2 separate regions of the Mus musculus genome follow, and region 2 is linked to region 1. Evidence: chromatin contacts called from public Hi-C data. All regions are on one chromosome and are shown on one strand. Each heading gives the region's core, a stretch centred on a gene start, on an enhancer-like site or on the middle of the called end of the contact. The rest is flanking DNA. Distances are from core to core; before and after follow the strand shown.

The links. Hi-C and Micro-C count contacts between places; a contact is called where the count stands out from the background.
Region 2: a contact with region 1 is called in a Hi-C map of the N1E-115 cell line, with 4 times the contacts expected there. The contact joins the promoter of Scg2 here to the enhancer-like site in region 1. A contact is called at or near these places in 3 of 39 promoter capture datasets (the HPC-7 cell line, cranial neural crest and hippocampal neurons), 5 of 484 Hi-C or Micro-C datasets (the HPC-7 cell line, the N1E-115 cell line, cortical neurons and 1 more), 1 of 115 datasets of contacts at active chromatin or transcription factors (neural progenitor cells) and 2 of 9 other capture datasets (liver and pancreatic islet).

The regions. Positions count from the first base shown.
Region 1 is chr1:79,372,570-79,377,444 of GRCm38.p6, reverse strand. No RefSeq gene overlaps it. Among named protein-coding and RNA genes, the nearest start is that of Scg2, 65 kb to the left of the region's middle. Within about 2 kb of position 2,429, at least 11 of the 459 cell types and tissues checked have an H3K27ac peak or open chromatin away from gene starts, as enhancers often do. A contact at or near this core is called in the N1E-115 cell line, where this site is marked.
Region 2 is chr1:79,437,388-79,442,262 of GRCm38.p6, reverse strand. Scg2 (secretogranin II) reads left to right here and starts at 2,237. Exons shown (of 2, transcript NM_009129.3): 1 at 2,237-2,307.

The DNA of each region.
Region 1 (4,875 bases), core at 1,180-3,679:
TTCCGGTGTGAATATAGTATGTGGTTAATGCTATCAATGTTCTCTACCATTTAACATGGTGGACCGTGGGAAAAGAGGTGCTCTCTGTTTTCTAGTATCAGAGATACTAGATCTAGAATCATGTAGAGTTCCAGGTACCTGCAGCTGCATACCACCCATGTAAAGAAAGCCTGTCTCTAGCATGATGATTTCTGATAGAGTGTTAGGAGAGAATTGGTAACATGGCTCAGATTTCTTGGACACCTGTGTCTTAAGCAATAACTAGCCACCTTTTAAATCTGTTTTCTTAGGGCTTTTCTTGACCTAGAAGTTTTACTATTATGAAGGGCTTACAGTGGGGAAAAGGTGCGGTATATGAGCCCAAAGGCATGATTTAGTAGCCTTGTGCTCCTGCAAGAGAGAAAAGCTCAAGACTTTGCATGTATTTGGGTTGCACAGGGCTCGACATGTCTCACCTCCCTTATTTTGTGGGTTTCTTTCTACCCCTCCATTAGAAATTGTCTTACATTTCTGAGTGCCTGAGGATGGCCTCATTGCTGTATGAACTGATGAAAACATTACAGGAACATTTGCTCAAAGCGTGTCCCTTCCTTTGGCATCATTCAGAGAAGAAAGTATATTACATAAGTGAAATTCAGATGCATGTGGCCATGCCAGATGTGGACCTGCCAGGACTTACCTTCTCCAAGTTTCTTGTTTCTGATTGATTTTGAAGATGTTCATGATAGAAGACTTTCGAAAGATCATTTTTCCTTTGGAAAAAAAAAAAGAACCCTAAGGTACGTTGTTGCACATTCCAACAGGATCATTTTTGTACCCAGGAAATGCTCACACTGAATGGTAATAAAGTATCCGAGATATTCACCCTTCACACAGTTGTCTCTCAAAGGAAGTGTCTTGGATCCAGTGTGAAGACAGATAGTCCTTAACAGGGGTTTCCAATATAATGTTCCCTCTGCCTTCTCGGGTAAGAGCTGAGTATGCTTTATGATTAACTAGCAAAGTGTTGTTTGAGCAGTGGGACATCTTTTACTGTGGGGACGGCTCTAGAGGCTGCTATGGGATTGATGATCACATTCATGTGGGTTAAGGGTCATTTTCCTCAGAGTCACCAGCACCCCCAGTAAACCACGGATTCCTAGGCCTGATCCCAAAGCTACTTTCAAGTTATACACTTAAGCAAACTCTCTCGGAGAATTTCTTTTCTCTTCTCTTCTCTTCTCTTCTCTTCTCTTCTCTTCTCTTCTCTTCTCTTCTCTTCTCTTCTCTTCTCTTCTCTTCTCTTCTCTTCTCCTCTCCTCTCCTCTCCTCTCCTCTCCTCTCCTCTCCTCTCCTCTCCTCTCCTCTCCTCTCCTCTCCTCTCCTCTCCTCTCCTCTCTTCTTTTCTTTTCTTCCTTTTCATTTCCTCTTGTACACTGATAGTTGAGAACTAATCATTTAGATCCTGGTATGGCCCTCATGACTCATGAGAAAGCATCCAAGAATTGCTGTTGTCTTAATTACAACTTCCTGTTTGTGGAAAAGGGCCCCGTAGACTCATGCTCTTTTTGTTGAAAGAAAAATCACAGGAAGCATAAAAGGTGAGGAGTCCTCTCCAGATATCTGAAAGAGGGACAAGATCTGCTTATATTTTTCAAGAGGTGAAAAAGGGAATTGACTAGCTTGTAAGCTCAAAGCCTTGGTTGGCAGCAATCTGCTGTAGCTCTTAAAATACATCTGGGATGTTGGCATCCAGAGAACCTTATAGGTAGCAGGAATGTGATGATTCGAACACCTTAGATTGTATGGATGCTTGCGGGAAAAAAAATTGGTTCACCTAAATATAATATATCTCTCTTCCTTTCCTTCCTTCTCTGACTCTTTCTTTTATTATATCATGGAATGCAGACAGAACAACATGTAAGAACCAGAAAAGCAAAAGGTGTTCAGATATAAAGTAAGCTTTTATCCTCTCAAGATTAAACAGATCCCCAGTATTTGAGCTCTGTAGATGTTTCCATCAAAGAAAGCCTGCTTGCTTCACCAAGGTAGAAGCTAAATAATTATTATTTTTATTTATAGATATTTTATTAGATACTTTCTTCATTTACATTTCAAATGCTATCCCCAAAGTCCCCTATACCCTCCCCCCACCCTGCTCTCCAGCCCACCCACTCCTGCTTCCTGCCATCAATGGGAGGAGAGGCCCTTGGTCTTGTAATTAATTATTTCTATCACCACCAACAGACAAACACAAGCCAAGGAAACAAACGACTTCCCTATGAAGCAAGGGCTGAGGGCTGATAATAAAAATGGCAACTGAATGACAGCAAACTGTTTCTCCCCCCTGAGCTTGCCTGATAATTCCTTTTTTTTCCTCCCTGAATAACTAAAGGAGAGGCAGCTGCCACAGCAATCAGGATTCAAAACCCCATTAATATTGGTGACTCATCAGCCGGATTCTTTCTCTGTGTCTGGAAATGTCAGGATATTAAAAAGAGCTTTGTGGCATCTCTAGGAGTCAAATCCCCAGTCAGAGCTGTAACCACTTCAAAATATTCTTGGCCTCATTTGGAAAATGGCTGTCACCTGGGACTTGGCCTGGTTTGTTTCTGTCAGTGAAGGGCAGGACCAACTAGCAATCTCACCGAGTTAACCACTCAGCTCACCTTTCCCCAATGGCACAGGGACTGTGAGATTGGAAGCATCACTGTTTGCTAGTGCACTATCCTTCATATGGAATGTTTGGGATGGTTAGACACGACCTGAGTGTGTGGCTTGGGATTCCTTAAAGAGGGCGATAGGTAAAGATTGAAACTGCATGGGCCATGGGCCCTCTTACTTGAGTAAGTAGTTGATAAAGCAGAATACTTAGAAATATCAGATAATTGTATTTGTGGTGTTAGTCTTTCTATGACTATCTCATGCTGTTATTTACCTTCTTATTCATTTAAAATAGAGCTTATAATCTTTTTTTTTTTTTTAGTTCAACTGGATTTTGAGTATAAGAGCCAGCAGCTTTATGTATAGATGGAAAAAGATATGTCTTTAGAAAAAAAATCTTGATTGCAAATCTGGAATGACAGAGCAATCTAGAAACTAATAATGACCATAGAGTTGAGTTGTTAGGTTCTTGGCTAATGTAGACCTTAGTGATAATACATTTAATAAACTCATTAAAATATATTTCCAACTTTGAGCATGTATGATACAAGTGACTACGGGGAGTTGCTGCTCAGAAGAGTACATCTGTGAGAGAGCCTGGGCTGAGTGAATAGAGAGGGTCTGTGGACATGAGGAGCATTTGAGCTGTGCATAGGGTGAAGAGGTGATAGAGAAACCTGTTTGGATGGAATGAGAAGTTCTACTGCAAGGAGAGAGACTTAGGTTTCAGCAAGCAAACAAGTTGAGAAGTTTGGTATCAAGTGGGGAAAGAAAATTGCAATGGCCAATTATAGAAAGACTCGTTAGCTGAAGGGGGCATTTGAAAGCCATTTCATAGTCAATGAAAAGTTCTTTCTAGGGACGAGAGGGTTCATGATTTTCACTCATTTGCTCCATAGTCACTGGTCACTTACCATATCATTAACTATTGGTAATAAAGTTTTCTTAGAGGAAACAGGTTCAAAGCAATAGAGCACACCATACAGTAGAGGAAAGAGGGATGCTGTTTTTAGTAGGACTGAGTTCAATGGATGCTTTTCAGAGTCAATATGTCTTTTCTTCTTCTTCTTCTTCTTCTTCTTCTTCTTCTTCTTCTTCTTCTTCTTCTTCTTCTTCTTCTTTTTCTTCTTCTTTTTCTCCTTCTCCTCCTCCTCCTCCTCTCTTCTTCTTCTTCTTCTTCTTCTTCTTCTTCTTCTTCTTCTTCTTCTTCTTCTTCTTCTAATTTTTTTTATTAGGTATTTTCTTCATTTACATTTCAAATGCTATCCCGAAAGTCCCCTATACCCTCTCCCACCCTGCTCCCCTACCCACCCACTCCCACTTCTTGGCCCTGGTGTTCCCCTGCACTGGGGCATATAAAGTTTGCAAGACCAAGGGGCCTCTCTTCCCAATGATGGCTGACTAGGCCATCCTCTGCTACATATGCAGCTAGAGACATGCTTGTGCTGTAAGATCAACATGTCTTGAGAGAAGACATGAACCAAGTGAGCAAACTGGAGAGTGGCTCACATAAGTCTGAGAGAAGGCCATCCTTGTCATTTGTGGCAGATGCTACGGTAGCATGGGAGGGACTGATGGAGAAGAGCAAGGACATTGGCAGTGTAAAACAAAAAAGAACACCAGAAAGTGGTATGAGTGTGGGGAGCTCACTTGCAGAGTAAGAGAAGATATAGATATTTCCAGAATGGAACCCAGAGTACTTTAAAGTGTAGACATTATACAAAGAAGTGGTCTTCAGCCAGAGAATTTAAGGAGGATAAGTAGAATGTGGGAGAGTGAGAACTTCCTGAAGAAGTCATCACTTACCACTATCTAGTGTTTAACAAGGGGATTCCCCAGATCTGGAGGTACTGGCTGTTGTGAGCTGCCTACAATGGGTGCTGGGAATCAAATGCAGGTCCTCTGCAAGAGTAGTATGTTCTCTTAGTCTCTTAACTGCTGAGTCATCTTGCCAGCCCCAATAGTGCAAAGACTGGAGGAATCCCACAGTGAAGTCCCAACAGAATGTATATTAACATGGGCATAGCCATGACAAAGACCAAGGTCTGGGACATACAGGAAGCTGGTAGAGACATTCCTAACGTGGACAAGGCTCACGATGGAAGGCAAAACTTCCCTTGGCGTTCAAGTGTGGGTCAGTAACCAGTATGTATCAAAACTTGCAACTGCAGTTTCATCTTCCTGGATGCTTAGAGCATGAGACCAATCATCTAGAGACCTAAACTGACTAAC
Region 2 (4,875 bases), core at 988-3,487, 65 kb before region 1:
GGACTTCTGTGAAATTTTTTTCATAAGTTTTAAAACTATTTTAGTATTTATTTCATATTCATAAGTTTTGAACAATTCAACAGTGTTTTGTAGAGTAGGAAGTCTTACAAACCTAATAAAAGATCAGCTTAGGTCTATTAGCTGGAGGTCTCTCCTCCTCTTACTCATTACTATATAGATAGAGTCAACAACTAATAAGCCACAAAACTTTCTTTCTTTTTTTTTTCATTTTAGCATGTTTACTTTTTTGTTTTTTATTAGATATTTTCTTCATTTACATTTCAAATGCTATCCCAAAAGTCCCCTATACCCCCCCTCCCACCCTGCTTCCCAATCTACCCACTCTCACTTCCTGGCCCTGGCATTTCCCTGTACTGGGGCATATAATCTTCCCAAGACCAAGGGCCTCTCCTCCCATTGATGGCGGACTAGGTCATCCTCTGCTACATATGCAACTAGAGACACAGCTCTGGGGGGGGGGGTTGTGTGTGTTACTGGTTAGTTCATATTGTTGCTCCTCCTATAGGGTTGCAGACCCCTTTAGCTCCTTGGGTACTTTCTCTAGCTCTTTCATTAGGGGCCCTGTGTTCCATCTAATAGCTGACTGTGAGCATCCACTTCTGTGCTTGCCAGGCACTGGCATAGCCTCACAAGAGACAGCTATATCAGGGTCTTGTCAGCAAAATCTTTCTGGCATATGCAATAGTGTCTGGGTTTGGTGGTTGTATATGGGCTGGATCCCCGGGTGGGGCAGTCTCTGGATGGTCTTTCCTTCCGTCTTAGCTCCAAACTTTGTCTCTGTAACTCCTTCCATGGGTACTTTGTTTCCCATTCTAAGAAGGAGCAAAGTATCCACACTTCCTTCTTCTTCCTTCTTCTTGAGTTTTGCAAATGCCACAAAACTTTCAAAGCCTTCTGAATAGCCTTCTCTTTAGTGCTTTCCAATGTATATTAAAATAATCTATCTTTCATCCCCATTGATTAAAGCCTTCTTAAAGCCAGAAAACTATATTCATTTTTTTCTTTTCCCAGTAGTTCACAAACTATCTGGCACCTCATAAGCATCATAACTCAGTTGGTGGGTAGATAAAATTGGAATGTGATTGTTCAGTCAGCAGAGACTTTTAGAGGACCTCATACAACAAGATTCTCTCAGTTCTCAGAAATATATTTCAGTATATACAGGGTTAGAGGACTCACATCTTTAATAAAATAAAGTTAAAAATTTAGACCTGTATAAATTATTAAGGTACCTAATCAAGTTCCACGGCAAAGTACAGCCATGGTTATGAATTATAAATCCAAGAAGCGGTGGGTTAACTCTGACATTGTTCCTTGGATGGTTCTCATTCATTGAAGTTAGTCACCTCAACTTACTCAACCAAAACCTAGAAGTATTTCTGTGGTACTATGTTCTCTTGATGCCAAGAGGGCTCTAGGCATATGAAAATCTCTCAATCTCTCTCCCTCTCTCTCCCCCTTCCACCCCCACTCTCTCTCTTCTAGCAGTAATCCCTCCCTTCCTGGTAGGCAGTATGTTTTTTGGAGCACAGTTTCTTAGCTATCTCTTGCAACACCTGATTTTGCTGAAGATTTGAATGGCCTCATATAGAAGTATCAACAACTTGAGCGTCTGTGAACTCTCATTTTGAACACTGTGCTGAAAGAATTGGAGTTGATTCTCATTAAAAAAAAAATTAAGCATCTCACCTTTTTTGCTCAAACTAAACAGTTTTAAAACAGTTCTGCCTGGAGTCATGATATGAAATACGATCTATCATATTTGCAATGTTCTGTTCAATTGTGGCTGCACCAGGAAATGAGAACGTATTTCTTTATAGGCACAAATAAAAAGATAGTCATTATCTGTAAAATTCTTATGACATGGCAGCAAGCCCAAGAAACCTTTCTAAACAAGGCGTGAAAACGCAGAGATGTCCTTGCAATTAGTCATGTCTATCTGACAGATTTCTTCCTTTCTAAGGGAATTTGTGCTGAACATTTTATTTCGAGCCTCAGAGATAAAAGAAGGGGGAAGAAGCTGTAGTTTTTGCTACATAAGACAGGTGGCGTAAGCATGCAACGCTTTAAAAAAATATCTAAAGTGATTGTTTTCTCTCGGATTCTTTGAAAAAGCTCGCCTGCGCTGGGGTTTGAGGCTGAGCCGGTGACGTCAGCGTGGAATGCGGAGTCAGGCGCCCAGGCTCTCTATAAGCCGAGGAGCTGTCCGGTGCTGAAACGGCCCGAGCCCTCACTCAGCGGCAGAGAGGAGCATGCTTGGAGCCTTCCACATAATATAAGACAGAGGTAAGACTGCTTTCTCTTCTATTTACTGGAAAGTTCTCATTTGAGTGTCCCTCCCTGTTTTCCCAGATGAGAGGAAAAAGACCGTTGGCAAGCTTATATTGATAGAATAACCGGACAACCTGCTGCTTTTTAGGCAAGGATACTCTATACGTGTGTGCCGAAATGAGGGGCTCTGTGATTTACAGGACTTGTCAGAGAATATGCATTAACTATAATGTTACTGAGTAAAACTGTATGCAAGGAGAGCAGAAAAGTTGAGAATTTTAACGTCAACATGCCGATTAATGTAAAGTTAACCAAACCTTATGTTTTGATTCTTTCTCTAATGTGTTCTTTTTCTCCCAAGAGTCAGATATAGAACCAAAAATATAATTTTATATGCTTAATAATCTTAACAGACAGTTTAAAAGGATTCAAATGTCATCAATCATATGAGTCACAGAGGCAAAAAATTTAGATTTGTTTTCTTTCTTTGATATTCACCTTAAGGGAACTCTGAATTAATTATTAATTATTTTATGAACTGGTATATTCCAGAAGGGCTTATGTTATTATGTGCTAATTTTAGTCTTGAGAAAGCAGCTTAGAATAATTTTGAACATTGACATTTTCCCCTTTTCAAAGATGAACTATCACTTTGTGGGAAAGGTTCATGTTACTAGGAATCACAGAGAAATGATAACTTTGAATCCAGGGAAGAAAATATATAGATCGGTATGGACTGTGATTGTAATTTTTATGCGTTGGTTGGAAAAGCTGATATGTTACTTGCTGAAGAGGTTGATTGAAGCAAATTTATTTTTGTTTATCCTAACTAGGTGGGTTGTTTGAATCAGATTTACTCACATGTGTTGATGGTTCAGTGTCAATGTTCCAGCTGATTTCATAGGAAAGATGTTTTTTACTGTAAGGGGCATCAATAATAGCTGTCTGAGGAGACACAATGTTCCTACCATTTAGACTTCAGAAAATTAAATTTTAAATCAAACACTGTGTAAGGTGTTAGAACTATTAAAGCCATCTTCACTGCTTGCAAGAGCAGCTCCTAGAGAAATGAAGTCCTTTGAGTGTTAGAAGCAATAACGGTGTCATCTAAAGTAAACCAGAGTCAGCGACGAGTCGGCCATGCATGTTAGGCTGTGGTTCAAACTGCAATGTGCATTCTTTCTCTAATTCTACAGAAAAACCTCCCTTCAAAGTAGTGGGTTCTCAGATAATCACGTAATCCATATGCTAAGATGTGTTAAGAGTATGTCAAGATAATGATCTTAAAGCAAATGCACTCAATATGGCTTTCAAGATAACATTTAACATGACAGTAGTGAAAGCTGATTGCCAAAGCTAAATCAATCCTGAAGTAATATGAAATATATTATATACATATAGAACCCTTTTTATTTAAACTTCATTATATCACTCACAAGTTTATGGGTACAGTTTCTTGAAGAAAGCATTTGTTTATTTTGGAAATGTTCTGTGTATGCTTAAATAGCCTACTTGGTGGTAATCTTAATCAGCCTATGTATGTAAGCAAAGGAAGTTTCTATACCTACAACCTATTGACAGTTCTAAAAAAATTATAGCATTCATTATCAGCAAGATCTGTTAAGCAATATCTAGATGCTTAATCTAACAGGAAATCATTTTCACATAACTTTGCTTATTTGCCACAAACCAGGATGTATCGAAGACATGAATAAACTTATAGATTTATTTACATGCATTTGTTTACAAAAGAAATTTCAAGGATTGAAATAGCTTCTCCAATTATCAGCAATGCCAAGCAGGAAGTGTACAAGTGATTCCTCTTACTAATCCATCTGTGAGATTTTAAAAATATTGGAGAAAAAAATGAATGAAGGTTTTTTTACCTTTTTTTCTTTTCTTTTCTTTTTTAAGTAGGAAGAATTCAACACATCGTCTGTGTTTATCTAAATTGGGAGTTACATAGTGGTTATTTTCAGATTTTCTAACAGTGTGTGTGAGTCATTTAAGATTTCACAGGTCCCTACAAAAATAGGCAGAGACATAAGACAAACTGAATCTGAACACTCAAAAGCTTAGAAATAGACTAGTTAAGTAAACTTATGTTCTCCCTGTAGCATCTGTTTATTTACTATACACTAGAGGAAAGATGAAAAATATAACCCTAATTGCATTTTGTAAGTCAGCCATAATACAATTATTTGAAGATTGGCACATAGAAAAATTTAAAAGTGTAGGTTATTAATTTTGCAGGCTTCCACAAAAAGCTTCCATGGTTTAGTATACTAGCTGAGACCTGGGAGGACCCAGCTGCTGGGGATTAGTAGCTAATTTCTGGATTTATCATTCAGTGCGTTGACCAGGATCCATGCCCAAGGTACTCAGTGTTACTAACACTAATATGCTATATTACGTCATCATATAGCTGTTGCATTTCTGCAACAAAATTGGAAGTCTAACTCAGAGAATAAATCAAACAGGCTATTATTTTGACACAATCTTATGGGATAATTATATGTATGTATGTATGTTAATATATATATTATGTGTGTGTGTCACGAGAAATTATTTCCAAATTGATTT